Regions from separate parts of the Mus musculus genome. Here region 1 is linked to region 2. A link is a contact called in public ChIA-PET data. All regions are on one chromosome and are shown on one strand. The core of a region is the stretch at or near the end of the contact, and the rest is flanking DNA. Distances in the headings are between cores, read along the strand shown. Region 1 has its middle 17 kb from the start of Fbxo28. Region 2 has its middle 33 kb from the start of Gm33887.

Region 1 (3,909 bases), core at 172-2,671, 130 kb after region 2:
CAGGAAATAGACAAGGTTAGTGCTTGGAGTCAAGGTTAGTCATAACGTCCAATCATTCCGTTATGAAAAGCAGATGCAATTGTACCAGCAGGCAGATACATTCTGTCTCTACAGAAAAAGTCCAGCACTTAGGAAACGGAGGTGGGAGATTCTTGAGCTCAAGGCTCAAGAACATTTGGTTCTGAAGAGAGTTTGAGACTCTGTCAAAACAAACAAACAAAAAAGCAAAAGACAAAACAAACAAACACACAGGAAAAACAAAACAAAACAAAAGCCTCCAAATTCACAATAACTCTAAAGAACTGTGACATGTTCAGAGACCAACACAGTGGCAACCCAAAAGATTGTTAAAAGAGTTTATAGAAAATACTTACAGCTTTACTGTTTGAGAGAGAAGAAGGAATAAATGTTATTTTGGATTTTTGTACTCATCAGAATGTTTTGAGTTTATTTTTTTTTCCTTTTCCCTGACAATAGGAAGTAAACTGCCCCAACATCCCCTTGTCTCTTTACACATTAAGCAACTGAGGCAGAGGGAGGTGAAGCAATGTGCTTCAGGCCATAGTTCATAGGTCATAGGTCAAGCCAAGCCTTGAATTCTGTTGTGCTTCACATATGCCCACTGGTGCCCAGTTCTCCACTCATTTCATTTTATTTCCCCATTAGCCTGGCAGCTCCTGAGCATCAGTCCTGGAGATGCTGTCACCGAAGGTGGCACCACTCAGCTGTTGCTCTCTAAACATTCATAGCAGCAGGTCCATTTCTACCAGACAAGTTGGTGGATGGCTGCTTATTAACCACCAAAGCCTATTCGCACTCATGGTTAGTAGGAATATCTTTGAACAAGATCCAAATATGGAAAACCTAAATTGAAATTTCCATTAGAATCCAGAAAGTTGGTTTCAAGCTTTAGGAATGCTAAAACCCAGTTTTCTTCCCATTTACATTTAAATAATCCCAACACCTAAATGTCATTCAAGCTTGAACTTTGAAGAGGCAATGAAGGTCTGTTGTCATCCGAGAACAGGGCTTCTAGCTGCTTCTTATTGCACTGACCCAGGAAAAGTGGCTTTGTCCTCTCGGGCTTGTTTCCTGTATACCAATCACACACACACACACACACACACACACACTCCCCCAGTGAAATGTTCTCCCTAGGGAGTCCAAGTGACAGATGCCAGAAATGTCTTTAATGTAAAGGAAATTTGTGATAAGCTTAGACTAAGAAGCCATTAAATGAAAAATGATGTTTTTAGCCATATGTAGAACCAGTTGTTGGTGAGTAGTTTATTGTAAGTAGCTTATTTTCAGGCCACATTCTAAACTCTTGCAGGAAATGGTTCCTCTCACAATGCTTGACACACCCTCTCATCACAGCACTGGGTCTGACAATATCACCTTCATCTTTATAGCTTGAAAAGAAACCCACTTCCTCTTAAGTATACTGTGTGTTTACATAGCACACAGTATACTTTCCTCTGCAAAACACTGGCCTCACTGTGCATATTTTGAATGCTATTCTTTTGACGCAGAGAACTGCAAATGCCACTTAGGTATGTATGTTCCTTTTCTCTTCCTTCCTTCCTTCCTACCTTCCTTCCTTCCTTCCTTCCTTCCTTCCTTCCTTCCTTCCTTCCTTCCTCCTCCTTCTCTTCCTCTTTCACCCTTCCTCCCTCTTCCACCACCTCCTCCTGCTCCCCCTCCCCTTTCTTCTTTGTACAAATCCCTTTAAAAAACTATTTATTTACATATATTTACATATAGTTACACTGTAGCTGTCTTCAGACACTCCAGAAGAGGGCATCAGATTTCGTTATGGATGGTTGTGAGCCACCATGTGGTTGCTGGGATTTGAACTCTGGACCTTCGGAAGAGCAGTAGGCGCTCTTAACCACTGAGCCATCTCGCCAGCCCCCAAATCCCTTTTTTTGAAGGCTAGAGAACACCACCCAGATAATTCAGTCTCTCCGTAAAGATGTTATAGTCGAGTTCTACCTTAAGTGGTTTTTGTTTGTTTGTTTGTTTGTTTGTTTGTTTGTTTGTTTTGGGTTTTTTTTTTGAAAAAGACAAGTCTTAGACAAACAGAAAGCAAACTAATTATGGCTCCAGGGTGAACATTCCTGATTCATCCACAGAAACGCACAAGCACAGGAGCATGCCATCTTTCTGTGGCTGAGTAAGTCAAGAGCCATGGAGCCATAACTCACAAGAACTTCGGCTCTTGGCGTAGACAGTTGTACTCCTTCAGCATGACCAGGGACTCTCCAAATGTTGCAGAATTAAGATTTCTTGGGATTACGGTTTGGGCTGCTCTTTGGCTCACTTGTCTCCTGTTCTGTGCTAAGCCGTGTCGCTGAGGTGCCGAGCACCGCTTAAAGTGGATGAGGCAACATACCTGAATCTAGGTCAGGTGAGGCGAAGTACCGTCCGGAGGAAAGTTCAGTGGAGTTTTAGGTCAACCAATAGAGTACTCATTCTGACGTCCTATCTTATGCCTGCCTCCCTCCCTGTTTCTCTTTTAAGAAATAGCCACATCTTGAAGACCTATAGCATGAAGTGGACGGACAGAGGGGACCCAGGGAGATGGGGAGCTAGCGAGATACCGCTGTGTCACTAGTGTCTGTGCCTGGTTGGAGTTGACTAGACCTTTACTGAATGACTGCATAACCACAAAGGATTTGCCTTGGCCATAACGAGACGTCAGTGTAGTCTGATCTGTTTTCAGTTGCTGTCTACAGTCTTCCATCCTGTTTGTCAGTCTTCATCTTTTCTGTGACTTGGTTAGAAGGGGAGAGGGCAATTTGCTTCGAGGGACCCTTGCTTGTGGCTTACTGCAACCTAGAATAAAGTGTTTGCCAAGGCAAGGAGAGGGGAGTAAAATAATTAATAATAATAATAATAATTATAATGGATAACGTTTTTAGCTTGGCATGATGGTGAGTGCCTGAACTCCTAACACTTGAGAGGTGGAGACAGAAGGTCAGGAATTCAAGCTCATTCTCAGATACATAGTTTGAGGTACCATACATTAGAAAAAAAAATACCTTCAGGACTGGAAGGATAGCTCAGTTGGTAGAGTTGCTTTGCAACATGAGAGGGGTTGCTCCCTGGGGCTCGCTGAGTAGCCAGCCTAGCCTACTTGACAAATTCCAGGCCAATAAGAGACCCTGTGTTAATGAAAACATGGAAAAAGTCAGGATGACACCTAAGGGATGTCACCCAACATTAACGTCACCGATGGCCTCCTTACATGAGTGGACATGTGTTCACGGACATCCCCCGAGCCTGCACCTGTGGGCACATAAATGTGCACACATACACACAGAAGAATAATTCAGGGAAGCCTTTTCTGTGCGATGATGACTTGGTTTCTGTGAAAAGAGCCTGCTATGGCGTGTCCACGCCCTGGCGAGTGGTCCCTTAGAGTCTCTCCAGCCACTGGTGAGTCCTTGCAATATCTTCTGGATAAAGCTAGATCGGTCCTCTGGGGTTCACAGCTACTTGCTCCTCCCGCCTCCACAACCTCCGGACTACTCAGACATATCTGCCACTGGCCTCTCCAGGTCCGTTAACTTGGATACGCTTTCAATTCCAACAACATGGATAGACTCTGGGGCATCGAGTTATTCTGAAGATGAATGGAGTGTACGAGAAGCGCTTGGCATCATGCCTCAAGAGTTACATAAACATTGGATACCGTCGGTTTTACTTTGACTAGTTGATTGTAGCAGCACAACACACCACCTCCCTTTTATTTTTCCTTTCTTTTGCGGGAGGAAGAGATTTAAGGAGAGTGAACCCAGAATCCTGTGTATGTTAGGCAAGCTAACCACTGGGCTAACATCCTCATACCTCTTCCTTTTTTGTCCTCTTTATGTGCTTGCACACGTGAGGTCTCTCTCTCTCTCT
Region 2 (3,672 bases), core at 324-2,823:
GGATATTTGGAAGTAGCCAACCATTGTGTTGTTTAAGGAATATTAAATATAAGGCTGTGGATGTGTGTCTTTCTTTTGGGGATCTGGAACACTGGGTGGGTGACAAGGGACGGTTGCCACCCTACCAATGGCTCAATTTGAGCCGTGATAATATTTAATGCAACTCTGGTTTAAAATATTTAGTACATGATGATAAAATTTCAAAAAAAATCTATTCAGATTAATAAAAGCTAATTTAAATGTATGTCTAACTATGTAGGCTAATTGGTCAACACCGAGCTGGTCGAAAATGCAGAGAAGTAGCAACATATGTTTAATGAACAAGGCTTATTTGATAATCAAGATCTAAGAACTCCTAAGGTCTCCACAGGTTCACAGTAATATCGCTCTAGCTTCTTTGTCTTTTAAACCTTAGCTGTTTGGATAAATTAAACGATTCAAAAAACTATTTTATTCTACAATGGTGCATCTGGTTCTCCAAGAAAGTCCTTTTCCCCAATTTGGGTATTTAGACAAAAGCCCCCTTTCCCTCCGGGACTTGAAGAAAGTTCCTGCTTGCTAAAATTTGAGTCATCCTCCTTATCTCTGGCAGGACCAAACTGTGGCCCTTCTGTTGACATATGACTGAGGTGCCTACTAACCTATCAAGGAAATGCTGGCCTCGAGGCCCCACTACAGCTCACAAGTCCCCCTCCTCCCAGACAGCCTTGGTGGTTTAGTATAAACTTTTTCCCTTTTCCCATGGAATGGCTATTTTGGTTTCTCCACTGTGCCCATTTTCAGGACCAGGAAAGTTGTCAGTCTCCCTGTGGACCTTATCTATGATTAAAGTTTTATTTTGATACTAGAATAGTTTCAATTCAAAGTGGATAAACCTAACAGGGGTATAATGTAAAGTCCTAGTCCTTATAAAAGCTACTAAATTATTTAAACAGTTAATGATAATTTAAAAACTGCAAGTTGATAGTCAGTAACCTTATGAATGATCAATTCCTTTCATGTGTTCAGAAACATATCGGTAGTCATGCTGAGAACTGATGTCATTAATTACATGAACAAGCCTTATGAAGCCTCTTGTATAGATTTTCAAAGTAACTAGAAACAAGCAAAGCTTGCCTATTCAGAGACGCTTTAGATAGATAGTCCTCAAAGACTTCAGAGATCTGCAGAATACAGCATTTAAAATGTTTAATAAAAAGGCTTTTCACGATAGAGAGACACATTAGCTCCTGGCAGTACCACTCCTCCAAGGAACCTGAAGCTTGCTTTAATGTGGCAGAGCCAGCTAGTGGGCCAGACTGACCTTAGCCTTGACTGCTAACAGCACACTGTCCAAACTGGATCTGCAGGGCACTGGAAAGTTGACTGCCTCACTTTTCCTGGACAAGATAGGACAGTCCTTCAAATTTCCTGCTTCACAGGAGAGTCTGTCAAATTTTCTGAGCCTGGTGGCAGGAGACAGATGCTCCACCAACCACAGAGAAACCTTGGGTGACTGTCCCGGGTAGTCAGTAAGCCTCTATCATTTTTTAATAGACTCGGAAGTTGCTTGGTCTGCACTTCCTGCTTACTCAGGTGAAAAGACTAATACAAGATATATCAGTTGAACTGTAACAACCAAGGTTTCAGATGTCTTCTCAGGTCTCTTGATGTGTAAAAAATCCGGCCACAGGCCTTAGACCCCGAGAGCTGCTACTTCTGGGTCTATCTTGTTACCAGACTCAGGAAACAGGTTTCAAAGAAACTATTTTTACTATTCCTCTTATCTAAAGGAACTCACGTTATGGTGACTGCTCCCAGTAATCAACCCCGGGTGTCTCATGGTGAATAATTGGATAGGAAAAAAGGTGTTCCACTTCTGTAAGGTCTGAGCATACAGAAGCTTAGGTTGTGAGGATGGAAGACAGTGTTTTAGGGACTAAGAAGGCATTTTATGGTTGGTAAGTGCAAATTATGAAGGTTGGAGGATGTGATGTGAAAACTTAAACGGTGATAAAGTGATTTAAAGGGATATAAAAGGAATGAAAAATGCTTTAGGGGGCTGGAGAGATGACTCAGTAGGTAAGAGCACCGGCTGCTCTTCCAGAGGTCCTGAGTTCAATTCCCAGCCACATCGTGGCTCACAACCATCTGTAATGGGGATCTGATGCCCTCTTCTGGTGTGTCTGAAGACAGCTACAGTGTACTCACATACATATAATAAATAAATAAATCTTTAAAAAAGAAAGAAAGAAAGAAAGAAAGAGAGAAAGAGAGAAAGAGAGAAAGAAAAAGAAAAATGCTTCAGATTTCTTCCCCTCACTATGTTACTGTTGTATTAAGACTTAAAAAGTTCAGTGGTCACATTAATCAATGGAGTTCTGATAAGCTGTTCGTCTAACTCTGGGAAAGCTGTCCAGTACTATCCACTGCTGTAATCATCACAAGCTCGAGATTTTAAACTTCCTTTGGTTGTCCTCTGAGTATCGACTTACAAGTGCTTCTCACGCTGCTAAATGTTCTACACATGCAGCCATATGGATGGAGGGGAAACCCCTCTGCTTACCGAGTGCAGTCACACCGAGCGCTCTTCCACAGTTTGTAGTCATATTGAAAATCGCGATCGGGAAAGCTTTGCCCCTTCTGTTCTATAGAAGCTTTCTGTCTTCCCTGAGCTTGCTTTAAAGAGTGTTTGTGCTTTTAACCTAAAACTGTCTCTGTTTGCTAGTCCTCTCTCTCTTTCTCTAACTACTCTCTCCTCTCTTTCTTCCCCACATGTCCCTGGTCAGCCCCTTCCCTCCTTTATCTCTTCCTCTCTCTTTTCTCTTTCTGTCCTCTGTCCCCTTCTCTGCTTCTACCCCTTGCCAGGTCCCTGTTCCTCTCCTTGTCTCCCTCCCCCCCCGCCCCCCAGTAAACTTCCTTTCATAACTCAGCCTGTCTCATAGCTGATTTCTCAGGAGGAACACTTGGGCAGGGCCCACTGAGGTGCTCCCTCCTGTGTTATTACACTGTGTATAATAAAACATAACATACTGCCCTCTCAACAATGCAGGTTTCAGGTTACAAACAACGGTGATGCTAACATGTCTGAAACTTACCTCTTCTTGTAAACTTAAAAAAATTCTTGTACACTTCAGAGAATTGACTTGGATCTACCTCTTAGGTTAAATGGACTACAGATAAGAACTGTTAATTAATAGCTTATCCCCCCTCTGCCTATTCCTATCTATTCCTGTTTCCCTGGTTTGAGATTCCCTTCTCCCAACTAGCAAGACCATGAGCCTGAAAGTTTTAATTGTAAACCCAAGAAAAAATTTCTCCTTAAACTTCTTGTGGTGGTTTGAATATGCTTGGCCCAGGGAGTGGCATTATTAGGAGGTGTGGCCTTTTTGGAGGAAGTGTGTCACTGTGGGGGTGGGCTTTGTGAGACCTTCCCCCTAGCTGCCTCGAGGCCAGTCTTCTTCCGTTTGCCTTTGGAACAATGTATAGAACTCTCAGCATCTTCTGTGCCATGCTTGCCTGGATGCTGCCATGCTTCCTGTCTTGATGGACTGAACCTCTGAACTTATTAAATGCTTTCTTTTTTAGAGTTGCTGTGGTCATAGTATCTGTTCACAGCAATGGAAACCCTAACTAAGACACTCCTTAACTTTATCTTTTGCCCCTAAAAGATGTATCAGTTCCAGCATCCTG

The links. ChIA-PET counts read pairs in DNA pulled down with a chosen protein or histone mark.
Region 1: an RNA polymerase II ChIA-PET map of memory CD8 T cells shows a contact between it and region 2, with 8 read pairs. The contact joins two enhancer-like sites. A contact is called at or near these places in 5 of 115 datasets of contacts at active chromatin or transcription factors (CD8 T cells, the SCID.adh cell line, effector CD8 T cells and 2 more) and 3 of 9 other capture datasets (adipose tissue, liver and pancreatic islet).

What each region holds. Positions count from the first base shown.
Region 1 is chr1:182,356,915-182,360,823 of GRCm38.p6, forward strand. No RefSeq gene overlaps it. Among named protein-coding and RNA genes, the nearest start is that of Fbxo28, 17 kb to the left of the region's middle. Within about 2 kb of position 1,422, at least 43 of the 459 cell types and tissues checked have an H3K27ac peak or open chromatin away from gene starts, as enhancers often do. A contact at or near this core is called in memory CD8 T cells, where this site is marked.
Region 2 is chr1:182,222,493-182,226,164 of GRCm38.p6, forward strand. No RefSeq gene overlaps it. Among named protein-coding and RNA genes, the nearest start is that of Gm33887, 33 kb to the right of the region's middle. Within about 2 kb of position 1,574, at least 17 of the 459 cell types and tissues checked have an H3K27ac peak or open chromatin away from gene starts, as enhancers often do. A contact at or near this core is called in memory CD8 T cells, where this site is marked.